Regions from separate parts of the Sus scrofa genome. Here region 1 is linked to region 2. Evidence: chromatin contacts called from public HiChIP or PLAC-seq data. All regions are on one chromosome and are shown on one strand. Each heading gives the region's core, a stretch centred on a gene start, on an enhancer-like site or on the middle of the called end of the contact. The rest is flanking DNA. Distances are from core to core; before and after follow the strand shown. Region 1 overlaps C9H1orf21. Region 2 overlaps TSEN15 (tRNA-splicing endonuclease subunit Sen15).

Region 1 (6,437 bases), core at 3,434-5,933, 370 kb before region 2:
TCATGGAGCACCATCTTTATAGGATGTTTTTCCTGCTTTTGATAAAATACATTAGTGAATATATATATATGTATGTATATGGCTGCACCCACGGCATATGGAGGTTCCCAGGCTAGGGGTCTCATCAGAGCTGCAGCCACCAGCCTACGCCAGAGCCACAGCAACGTGGGATCCCAGCTGCATCTGCCACCTATACCACATCTCACGGCAACGCCGGATCCTTAACCCACTGAGCAAGGCCAGGGATCAAACCCGCAATCTCATGGTTCCTAGTCGGATTTGTTAACCACTGCACCACGACGGGAACTCCAACATTAGTGAATTTATAAATCCTGTTCAAAAATTTTAAAAAGGACTAAAATAGTCTGTAGCCATGCACGTTTATCCCTCCTCTCCTGGTACTATTTTAGGTTTCCTTAGGGGAGTTATTATTCTAGAACACTTCACATTCTAACATGAGGACACTGTAAGTCCATGAGGTTTTTATGCATATTACATATGTGTGATTCATTTGCCCCTTTTAAGAAAACATGACGGCCTTTTTTTCTTTGCTTTTTTTTTTTAATGTGGATGATTTCTCTTTATTTTATTTTCAGCTATATTGAAGTATAATTGAAAAAAAACTGCAATATACCGAAAGTATTCAACAGAATGATTGAATATACTGTACAATGTGAAAGGATTCTCACCAAGTTAATGAACACATTTATCACTTTATATATTTACCTTTTTTTTTTTTTTTTTTTAAATGAGAACACAAGTTTTACTGTCTTATTAGCAACTTTCAATTATACAACAGGGGGTGAGCAACTGCAGTCTTCATGTCATACCTTAGATCTTATTCATCTTCTAACTGAAAGTCTCTACCCTTTCACCAGTCTGTGCCCCCAGACTCTGGCAACCACAATGCTACTCTCTTTCTGTGAGTCTGACTTCTTTCATTTCAAGAGTCTATGTATGATACCATGCCATATTTGTCTTTCTCTGTCTGGCTTAGTTCACTCAGCATAATTCCTTCCAAGTTCATGGATGTAGGTGTGAATGGCAAGATTTCCTTCAAAATTAGGCTGAATAACATTCCTGTGTGTGTGTGTGTTTCTCACATTTTCTTGGTCCACTGAAGGAAACTTGGGTTGCTTCCATACCTTGACTATTGTGAATATTGCTGCAGTGAACATGGGGGTACAGATAACTCTTCAAAATGGTAATTTCACTTCCTTTTAATATATATTCAGAAGTGGGATTACAGATAGCTTTTCTTCTTTACCTTAATTTTCTGAGTTGAAAGCATAATTGCATCACAAAACCTACTTCTACAAAATTGAGAAGGAAGGCTAGAGTTCCCACTTTGGCATAGTCAGTTAAGAATGTGACTGCAGGAGTCCCCATCATGACTCAGCAGAAACAAATCTGACTAGTATCCATGAGGACACAGGTTCGATCCCTGCCCTCACTCAGTGGGTTAAGGATCTGGCATTGCTGTAACCTGTGGTGTAGATTACAGATATGGCTTGGATCCAGCATTGCTGTGGCTGTGGCATAGGCCAGTGGCTACAGCTCTGATTTGACTCCTAGCCTGGTAACCTCCATATGTAGCAAGTGCAGCCCTAAAAAGATTAAAAGAAGGAAAAAAAAAAAAAGAATCTGACTGCAGCTTCTCAGCTTGTTGTAGAGGCATAGGTTCAATCCCCAGATCAGGTACAGGGAATCCAGCATTAAATGATCCAGCATTGCTGCAGCCACAGTGTAGGTCATAGCTGGGACACAGATTCAATCCCTGACCTGGAAACTTCCATGTGCTGCAAGTGTGGCTGTATAAAAATAAATAAGGAGTTCCCACTGTGGCTCAGTGGGTTAAGGACCAGATGCAGTTTCCATAAACATGCATGTTTGACCCCTGGCCTCACTCAATGTGTTAAGGATATGGTGTTACTGCAAGCTGCAGTGTAGCTTGCAGATGCATCTGGATCTGGTGTTACCATGCCTGTGGCATAGGCTGGTAGCTGCAGCTCCAATTCAACCCCTAGTCTGGGGACTCCAATAAGCCAAGGGGATGGCCATAAAAAGAAAAAAAAAAGTGAATAAAAAATTTTTAAATACACTAAAATTATATTGAGAAGGGGAAATATGCAAAATCTGTTTTAAGAAAAATCAGAGGTATTTGACCTTTTTGAAAAAAGTTATGCGAAATATTTCTATTTACATAATATTATGAATAATTTCCCTTTCCACCAATTAGTCATGGACTTTTTCATTTTGGATGGAAAAGCCAAAAATACTGTAGACAGTTCCCTTGTCAAGAAAGACACTTTTAAAAAAATGAATTAAAACTGATAAACTCCATAACGAAATCCTAAGCCAGAAAGAACATGAAGACACCACATGCAGCTCAGAGGACTGGAGAAAAATCAAATTCTAACTGCAATGGGTACACAGAGAGCTATGAAGTCAGCAGTTAAGAAAGGGATAATACACATTATTAATAGATCAGGAGCAAAGTGTCCCCTTTCCTCCTTTAATTAAAAAGGGAAAATCAAGACAAGGCAACATCTAAAAACTCCTTTCTTTTATTGAAGACAGAGCCAACATCTAAGCTTCACAAAGAAAAAAAATATATATATAAATAACTAATCAGTCTGTTTGCCCATCTGTTCTGCTTCGCTATAATGAGTGTTAATACAGCAGCCCACTGGGGGGAGAAGAAAGACAGCCGAAAAGTGATTTCTCATCTTGCCGCTTTGGTGTCCTTGGGCTCCTGTTAACACCATTTCACATTTCATTGTGCATGTTAAAGATAACACACAAAGAGATGTCACATGTGACATGAGGATACTCTGGAAAAGCCCAGGCTTCCTATCACCCAGCAACTGCTGGCAACTCAAGATCCTCATTCCTGGACCCACACTCACTTGGTGCCGTGACAACTGACAATATGCTATTAACAGCAAAGAAACAGGCATATTTGCTTCTGCTTTCTTGATGGGAAAAGTTTCACTTCCACAAACAATCACTGTACAGAGGTATCGCTCAGAAACATAACACTAAGTCCCATACAGGAAGATACAATTTCTGCTGGATTTCCGCAGTGAGGTGTGGCGATGGGGGGCAAGGAGAGCAGTGGAAAGAGCACCGGAGGGGCTGTGAGGATGCTGAGCTCCGGTCTCAGGGGTCACTCGCCTGCCTCAGTGCCAAAGCTGGGCTTCATCTCTCCGAGCCTCTCCCTTTGACTCTATGATCTACCTGAACATATGTTCAAGTGATGCTAAGGATGAAATTACCACTTATAACAAGGCCACTTCTGGGATTTCCCGTCATGGCGCAGCAGAAACGAATCTGACTAGTAAGCATGAAGATGTGGGTTCGATCCCTGGCCTCACTCAGTGGGTCAGGGATCCAGCGTTGCTGTGAGTTGTGGTGTAGGTCACAGACCCAGCTTGGATCCCACATTGCTGTGGCTGCGATGTGGGCTAGTGGCTACAGCTCTGATGTGACCCCTCACGTGGGAACTTCCATATGCTGTGGGTGTGGCCCTAAAAAGCAAAAAAAAAGGCCATTTCTCACCTAGACTCAATTTATTTATATACTTTGTTTCAACATTTACCGAATTAAGATATACCTGCAAATCTTTTTTCCAAAATATTTCAGGAAGCCCTATGAGGTCTAAAGATTATTACCTATTATGTTTTGGCCCAAGGGTGTTGATTTCAATCGTGTATCAAGTGAAAAAATGAACAAAGCTTAGCTCTCTTATGTCCTCTTCTCTATTCTGCCTTTAACAGACTAAAATAAATGTTTTTAATGTTTCTTACAGAGAGGGCTGAATTGAAAAAGTCTGTGGAATAACTGTTCTTCAGGATTTAAGAGTTTAGTGCCTTTACCCTGTAGCTGAAAACTCTCTTCCTTTATCACCTGTATGTGTTCACACAAGTTCATGCAAGGCTGACATTCTTTCTGGAAGGCAAGAGAGGAAAGTATCAGATCCTGATTAAAGCCGCCCACCCACACCAGGGTGAATCCATGCAGAAGAACTTCGCCCTTTCTAGAATTGCTCCTTCACGATCAAAGCCAGTGGCAGACATTCCTGGACTTTGAGTTCTCTTCTCCTCTTTCCACTCTCAAGACTCAGAATACCAAGGGCATATGAAGGAAGTTGCCAATCTTGTGTCAGTGGGGAACTTTCTGTACCAGGACACCCATGATTGGCATCTTCTGACAGCTGGCCTGCCAGTTCACCGTGTCACTTGTGACAGATCCACCTGATTTCCTTGGAATTATCAGTACCCTAATAGTAACAGCTGTTTTCCCTTTTTTTGGTTTTAAAAACCTAGGTAGATTATGAAATGCTTTGCCAAGTACTTATAAGTGCACGAGAATAGTCTTCTGTGCACACTCTGCTATGCCGGTGGCCTGGCATGACTTTCCAGGAGCATTGGGTGAAATCAGTTTGCCCAGTAGGCTCCCCTATGTGGCCCGGGAAAACAACGACAGAAGATAGATGGAAAGGAAAAAAGAAAAGTCAAGAAATGACTAGACTGTGTAAGTAGAATAAGGATGTATTACTAAAAAAAACGAACAAACAAAAGCGCAATTTGATTCTAATCTAAGCAGATAAGTTCACAATCCTTCCTCAATGGTCAGTGAAGGATATCCTGGCCATCTGTGTGTTGAAACGTATTGTGAAGCACAGACGGAATCCCCGCCCTTGAAGGGCTCGCATTCGGACGGGACTGACAGATCATAAATACACGAGTAGAATTCCAATGACACCCCGCCGGGAAAGGAAGTCTCAGAGATGTGCTTCAACGTCCTAGGATATTTCAAGCTAGTTCAATGAGTGCTTATCTCAGTTTTATTTTCTGCAACAAGACACGGAGAGACATCCAGCATCGTGTGCTACTCTTAGCAAACCCTTGGTTAGAGACGCTCACTTGGGGACAAGGACAGCAAGACGTGGCGCGTCCGTTTGGAGCTGTTGATCCTCTTTAACACCATCAACTACAACAGAACTGCAGCTGGATTAATCCCCTGGAAAGCTGAATGTTACCTGCCTGATGCTGAGGACAAGAGATGAAAGGCCATGGAGCTTTGTCTGACACACACCCTGGAAAAGCACAGGGGATGTTTTCATCACTGAATTACAAAGTCTCAACTCTTCCACAAGGAAAGAGTGTTTCACATTTCTGATTCAATTCAATCTCTAAACTTAATGTGGAAATGGCTTGCAGCTCAGTCTTAAACTAGTCACAACGGTAGAAAAAAAGAAGTAGGAACAACAGACATAAAAGACACGAATTACCTAAACTAACCATCAGGCACAAATGGGAGAATCGTTTAAAAACCAAAGAGCCTGCTGGTGGATTGTGGTGGTAACATGTGAGTATGCGTATGTTTCCTGCCCTCAGAATTATAAAAACTTGTAACAAAGTAATGTAGTAACACTAATAAGATCTGAAGGCTACAATCTTAAAAAGCATTTCTCTCTATATCTAAAAGCACATCCCTCTCTTTCCACAACAGACTCCTTCCCCCTTTAACCCCCTCCCTACTAAAATAAATAAACTCATCCATCAGAGGCTGCTGCAAGCTCCAGCCTAAGATCTCTCTCTCCCAGGGCTCTGCCTCAGGCCACAGGATCCCAGGTCTGAGGAGAAGTCAGCCGTGATCCAGTGACTGAGTAAACCCATCACTTTCCTGATGGGCAGAGGGTGGTTTACTGAAATGAGCATCCCTAAGGGAAAGCCTTGGCTATCTGAAATTCTGCCTGCTAGAACCTTCGAGTGCTATCCAGAACAGCTCAATTGCTGGCAGTGCCCTGAAAACACAGAGAAAGCAAAACATAAAACCTTTGTTGGTAAAGGACTTAGTCTCTTTTTTCTCTCATACACACACACACAATAAAAATTCTAGAGATACAAAGACTACATCCAGTGTTTTGTGATTTTTGTAAAGGAAAGGAGTTGCGTGGCTTTGGTCATTGTTATTTACTACACAGGGCCTTGCGCTCTCATTTACCAGATGGGATCAGACTGCATGAATTCTGAGCGGAGCAGATGAGACAATACAGGGAAAATGCTTAGCACAGCACCTCGCGATCTGTAAACTATCAGGACATGACAGCTATTGTCATCATCACCATCATCCTGACTGAGCGGGATGGTGAGAAACTTTACAAAGCAAGTGGCGGAGGTGAAAAAAGACTAGAAAGAAGAGGCAGACAGACAGGTGAGAGGTAAACTGTGTCAGCTTAGAGGTTCTTAGGAACTAAACCAAAAACAAGCAGGCAGATAGAACGCAGACAGAAAGCAAGAGGCATCAGCTGAAATAGCAGGAGAAACTGGAGCTCCCACTGCAGCTCGTGCACAGAGAGCTGGGGGCTGCAATGGCGTTTCCGCAGCGCTGCGGGGGCCGGGCCAGCTCCGTGGGGACACCCCACCCCA
Region 2 (6,120 bases), core at 3,570-6,069:
CTCTAAGTTTCTTTTGATTCTCTCTTTGATTTCTCAGCAATCCATTGGCTGTTCGGTAGCATATTGTTTAGCTTCCAGGAATTTGTGTTTTATTGCCGTTTTTTTTTTTTTTTTTTTTTTGTAGTTGATTTCTAGTGTCATAGCATTGTGGTTGGAGGAAATGTATGAGATAATTTCAACTTTTTAAAATTTACCAAGGCTCAATCTGTGGCTCAAGATGTGATCTATCCTGGAAAATGTTCCATATGCACTCATATATGTGTATTTGGCTGCTTTGGGATGGAAAGTTCTATAAATATCAGCTAAATCTATCTGGTCTAGGGTGTTATTTCAGACCTGTGTTTCCTTGTTGATTCTCTGTCTGATCTTTCCCTTGATATAAGCAGGGTGTTAAGGTCCCCCACTAAAATTACACTGCTGTCAATTTCTCCTTTTATGGCTGTTAGCAGTTGCCCTATATATTAAGGTGCTCCTATGTTAGGTGCATATATATTTACAATTGTTAAGTCTTCTTGGATTGATTCTTGGATCACTATGTAGTGTCCTTTGTCTCTTGTGATTTTATTTTAAAGTCTATTTTGTCTGATGTGAGTATTGTTACTCCTGCTTTCCTTTGATTCCCATTTTCATGTTGTATATTCCATCCTCTCACTTTCAGTCTGTGTGTGTCCTTGGGTCTGAAGTGGGTCTCTTATAAACAGCATGTATATGGGTCTTATTTTGTATTCACTCAACCTGTGTGTCTTTTGGTTGGAGCATTTAGTCCATTTACATTAAGTGTAATTACAGATAGGTATTTATTGCCATTTTGTTAATTGCTTTGGATGTAACTTTGGATCTTTTTTTTTCTTCCTTCTTTTGTCTTCTCTTGATTTATTGACTCTCCTTATTGTTGAGTTTGGATTCCTGCTTCTTTCTTTCTTTTTTTTTTTTTTGTCTTTTTTAGGGCTGCACCCACAGCATATGGAAGTTCCCAGGCTAGGGGGTCAAATGGGAGCTACAGTTGCCAGCCTGTACCACAGACACAGCCATACGGCATCTAAGCTGCATCTCTGACCTACACCATAGCTCATGGTAACGCCGGATTCTTAACCCACTGAGCAAGGTCAGGGATCAAACCCTCAATCTTATGGTTCCTAGTCATATTCATTTCCACTGCGCCACAATGGGAACTCCTCAGTTCTTATTTTTGAATGCATTTTCAATGTTCTGCATTTGTCTTCTCTTCTCATGCCTTCTAGTTTTGATATCAATGATTCTTTTTAAATGCAGGTTTCAATATGGCTATACATAACTCTTTGGGTACATAAACTTTAAAAAATATTTCTGACAAACATTTGTCTAAAATTTACTATGCAATTCTATTACACTAAATGAAATTTAAACTAGTCTTAACAGTTGAGGATCATCATTTTGGGTACTTATAACTGCAGTTAACAGTGGAAGATGGTGTACCAAAGAATTCTCTAGAATTTAATTTTCTTCACAATATCTTATATTTGCTTTTCATTCATCAAAGCATTCAAATTGTTTTATCATTTGTCTCTATACTCGGGCTTGGGAAACTATGTTCACCTATTCTGCTATGGCCCATGAACAAGGTATAGTATTGACATCTTTAAATGGTACATATAAGAACCTACAGAATAGGCTCAATTTTGCCACTCTGTCCACAAAGCCCTTTAAGAAAAGGTTTGCTGACCCCTACTGTATGAAAGAAGTTAAGAATAAGAAATGTAAGACATGATCACTGAAGCAGTGTTTTTATTTTCAATATTATTTATTCAAAAGTCAGAGCAGAAGGAGGTTCCACTTCTAATTAGGATGTAGAACATCCTAAAGACCACCATTCCTATGATAACAGAGAAAATACTTTGTTTGGTTTTTAAAAAATGCCATTTTTCTTGAAAGCCATAAAGGGAGGTAAACACAAAGTGTTTAAAAGAACTAAATTCCAATGAGAAATGAGCCCTTCCTGGGTAAAGTGAGGCCAAGAGTCAGCCACTTCCATCCTTGATGGCAACTGTCAAGTCTGGGCAGATGGCTGGAGGAGTGAGCCAGTCATAGGCAAGCAACATCACTGGGACTAGGAGAAAACAGCACTACTCCTAAAAGCTGCACATGAACTCGTCTGGTGGATTAGAATCTGAAGGGATATCAATTCCTTCAGTTCCCCAATTCTCCCTCATGGAACTTCTGCTATGTTTAAGCAACAGCATGAAATGCTGAGGAAGGGACTAGAAAATGCAAGCAAGCTCTGATCACAAAGCCCTGCTGAAAAGAGAGGCCTAAGCCCTTTCTCAAGGCATCTGAAACCAGAAGAGAAAAGAGATAACTAAAGATGCAACTCAGCCATGACTCCTCTTGACTTCTCACTAGATTGACTAAATTTAGATTCTGACTCTACTTGCTAGATAGAGGAAAGGATGAGCTCTTTTGGGGTGAGGAGTAGTATCAACATCAGTCTCTTCTTCATACACAGTGTCTAGCATCCAGTGAAAAACTCTAAGGTATGTGAAGAAGCAGGAAAATATGTCTAATGACCAAGAACAAAAAGTCAGTAAAAGAAAACCTTCAGAAAACTAAAGTTGTTGAAAAACTTAGAAATGGGAATTAATAAAGTCTCTAATAACTATAATAAATGTTAGAGTATTGAGGAAAAAACACAGAAAAAAAATGGGTGACAAGATGAAAACTTTAAGGAAAACATGAAAATCCTAAAGAAAATGAACATTCTAGGATGTAAAAACAGATTTTCAAAGTGCTGATGAGGCTTAATGGTAGATTAGACACAGCAGAAGAAAGAATTTAGTGAACCTGAAAAGAGGTCACAAGAAACTTAACTGAAAAACAATGAGAAAAATAACTTTTAAATAAAACATCGGAGGCCTTAGGGGCAATATCAGTTTAACAAACACATAAATGGAATTTCAGAAGGAAAAAGAGAGAATGGTGTCTAAGTCCTTTTGGCTTGCCATAACAAAATACCACAGACTGGGCATCTTATAAATAATAGAAATTTATTTCTCAGGCTAGAAAGTCAAGATCAAGGCATCAGCATGGTCTCATTCTGGTGGAGGTCTTCTTCCTGGCTCGCAGCAAACACCTTCTCACTGTGTCCTCACATGGTGAAAGGGGCAAGAGATAGCTGTGAGGTCTCTTTTTAAGGCACTAATCCCATTTATGAGGGCTCCATTATCATGGCTTAAGCACCTCCAAAGGTCTCATCTCCTAATACCAGCATTTTGGGGGCTTAGGATTTCAACATGGGAAACATGGGGAGTACATTCAGACTACAGCAGTAGAGAAGAAATAGCAGAGATTTTTCCAAAGCTGTCATCTCTGAATGTAAAGCGTCTCGCTGACTCCCAGCATACAGTTGGATCTTGTTTTTACAGTCAGTCTTATAATATCTGTGCCTTGATTGGGGTGTTTTATCCATTCACATTTAAAATATTGATACTGCTAAATTTATATCTTCCATTTTGTTCTTTGTTTTCTATATGTCACGTGTCTTTTTTTGTTTCTCTGTTCCTCCTTTACTACCTTCTTTTGTATTAAATTGATATTTTTCTAGTACACCATTTTAATTTCTTTATGATTTTTTAACTATACAGTTGTAGAGTTAACCCCTGAACAACACAGGTTTGAACTATGAAGGTCCACTTATACATATTTTTTTTCAATAAAAATGCATTATAGTATACGTGAGCCCTGGTTGGTTGAATCTGCGAATGCAGAACTGCAGATACAGAAGACTGACTATAAAGTTATATGTGGGATTTTCAACTGTGCAAAGGATTGGCACCCCTAAACCTACACTGTTCAAGGGTCAACTACTTTTTCAAGTGATAGTTTAAAGATCACTCCATGCATCTTAATTTATCACAATTTACCTCTGATCAACACTAATTCAATTCTGAAACAAATTTATAAATTGCTCCAATATAACTTCATTCCTTTCTATGAGGTGGCATACATGAAAAGCTTTGCAAACTATAAAGTAGTCACTGGTTACGTTTTATTATATAGTATCTACTAGCTTTGCTACCTTGCAAATTGAGACATAACATTGTATCCACAACTTTTCTCTTAAAAAATAATTTCCACCTATGATGTATTGCATGATAATTACCTAGATTATTGTTCATATCAGAGATTCACTTTAGTGATATTTAGATGAAACAACCATAAATATTAATGAGAAATCTCATTACATAGCACTGATGGAAAGTAACACTCTGAAGCCACTGCAATACACATAACTTAAAAATAAGTTTCTTTAAATATCCCTAACTGGCAGAGTATGACAAAGATGAGACACAGATGGAAGGGGAAAAAAAACTATTAAGACAACTTGTACATATTTTCTTTTCCTCAGGATATGACATTATTTAAATCAGAAATGTACATGCGTACGTGCGTGTGCATGGTTTTTTTCCTAATGTAAACTGAGTGGGAACTCTAGCCCATATATTGAAATTTAGGATAGAAATTTCCATTTCATTCATATTTGTTTCCAGAGTTCTCTGGTATAAATAGCAAAACATTTTCAGACTTACTCAAAACATCCATGTGGGAAACCCTAACATTTGAAAATTAGCTCAGAGTTGTAAAGGGGGTATTGTCTTCAGAGTTGAGGGAAATCACTGTCAAAAATGAAATGGAAGTTCCCGTCTCAGAGCTCTGTTTATCCCACTTGGTAGTGTCGGGGGCTGGGGGGTGGAATTACCAATGAATCTTCTCATAATAACAGAGTAGAATAGTTTATCTGCCTCTCTTACTCAAAGCACACTTGAGACGTCTTACAAAGATTCTCGTTCAGGATCTCTTCTAGTCTATTTTTAACATTATGTTTAAAGTGATGCCATCATCTTTCCCTATTTGAGGTCTGTCTTACTTGTTTCCTTTACGAGATATTCATAAACTGGTAAAAATTTTACTTTGCCTTTAAGTCAACAGATTGAACTTTCTCAATATAACAACAACAACAAAAGGTTCCAAAGTTCTATTTTAAAAATCACACGTGATTGTAAAGATGCTGAGGACAATGAAGCATCGCTAAAATGCTACAGTCTCATTTAACCTCTGGTTTTAATTTAGAAGACACAGAACAAAGTTTCCTTATGTGCCTATTTTTTTAAAAGCTCAGTTCTTTGGAAAAATAGAGATGTTTCATCACACAAATCTAATAATTTGGATAAAGCCTTCTACAGTTTATATTTGATAGAAATCCACATATGTAAAAGATAACCTATATATTAATAAGAAGAATTTCAGGTTTTTGAGTTCAATATATTTCAAGAGAAAAGTCCCACCTAAAGAAAGAGATAAATCAGTAATAATCACAGTTGTTAATCAAGAGTAACAGAATTTGGAGTTCCCGTCGTGGCGCAGTGGTTAACGAATCCAACTAGGAACCAGGAGGTTGCGGGTTCGGTCCCTGCCCTTGCTCAGTGGGTTAACGATCCGGCATTGCCGTGAGCTGTGGTGTAGGTTGCAGACGCAGCTCGGATCCCGTGTTGCTGTGGCTCTGGCGTAGGCGGGTGGCTACAGCTCCAATTCAACCCCTAGCCTGGGAATCTCCATATGCCGCGGGAGTGGCCCAAGAAATAGCAACAACAACAACAACAACAAAAAGACAAAAGACAAAAAAAAAAAAAAAGAGTAACAGAATTTGATGTCTACAACAGGTTTTTCTTTCTTATAACTGTTAAGAGAGGAGCTTAGCATTCTGAAAACAAAGTGATTCCAAATTTTAACAAAGCTAACGTTATTTGGCTACTGCCCTTCCTCCAAGGTACTTAAATACTTTCCATAAGCCTTAGCATTTGTGTTTTTGTAACAACCCTACAACAGAGACTAAGTAACCTCTGGAGATACGCACAGAGGACAAGAAATTTGAAGACAACATTAAATTTAATTTCAAATGTTGTCAAACTAGAATGCATCATAGGTTAAAATTATTATTAATTTCAACTCACACAAAGCAATATCTCCTTCTGTCATTTTTAATGTGGCCAAACTGATAAATGCTGCAGCTGCATCAACAAAAGACATTAACTCCCCGATCTGCCTCATTATGATTTATTTAAACAACACACCATAATGCAACTGCGG

What was found. HiChIP or PLAC-seq counts read pairs in DNA pulled down with a chosen protein or histone mark.
Region 1: a contact with region 2 is called in an H3K27ac HiChIP or PLAC-seq map of skeletal muscle. The contact joins two enhancer-like sites. A contact is called at or near these places in 2 of 47 Hi-C or Micro-C datasets (embryonic fibroblasts and epiblast stem cells) and 1 of 2 datasets of contacts at active chromatin or transcription factors (skeletal muscle).

The regions. Positions count from the first base shown.
Region 1 is chr9:125,689,932-125,696,368 of Sscrofa11.1, reverse strand. All of the region lies in intron 1 of C9H1orf21, which reads right to left. Among named protein-coding and RNA genes, the nearest start is that of C9H1orf21, 80 kb to the right of the region's middle. Within about 2 kb of position 4,683, at least 9 of the 83 cell types and tissues checked have an H3K27ac peak or open chromatin away from gene starts, as enhancers often do. A contact at or near this core is called in skeletal muscle, where this site is marked.
Region 2 is chr9:125,324,255-125,330,374 of Sscrofa11.1, reverse strand. The region is part of intron 4 of TSEN15 (tRNA-splicing endonuclease subunit Sen15); the gene reads right to left. Among named protein-coding and RNA genes, the nearest start is that of TSEN15, 27 kb to the right of the region's middle. Within about 2 kb of position 4,819, at least 1 of the 83 cell types and tissues checked has an H3K27ac peak or open chromatin away from gene starts, as enhancers often do. A contact at or near this core is called in skeletal muscle, where this site is marked.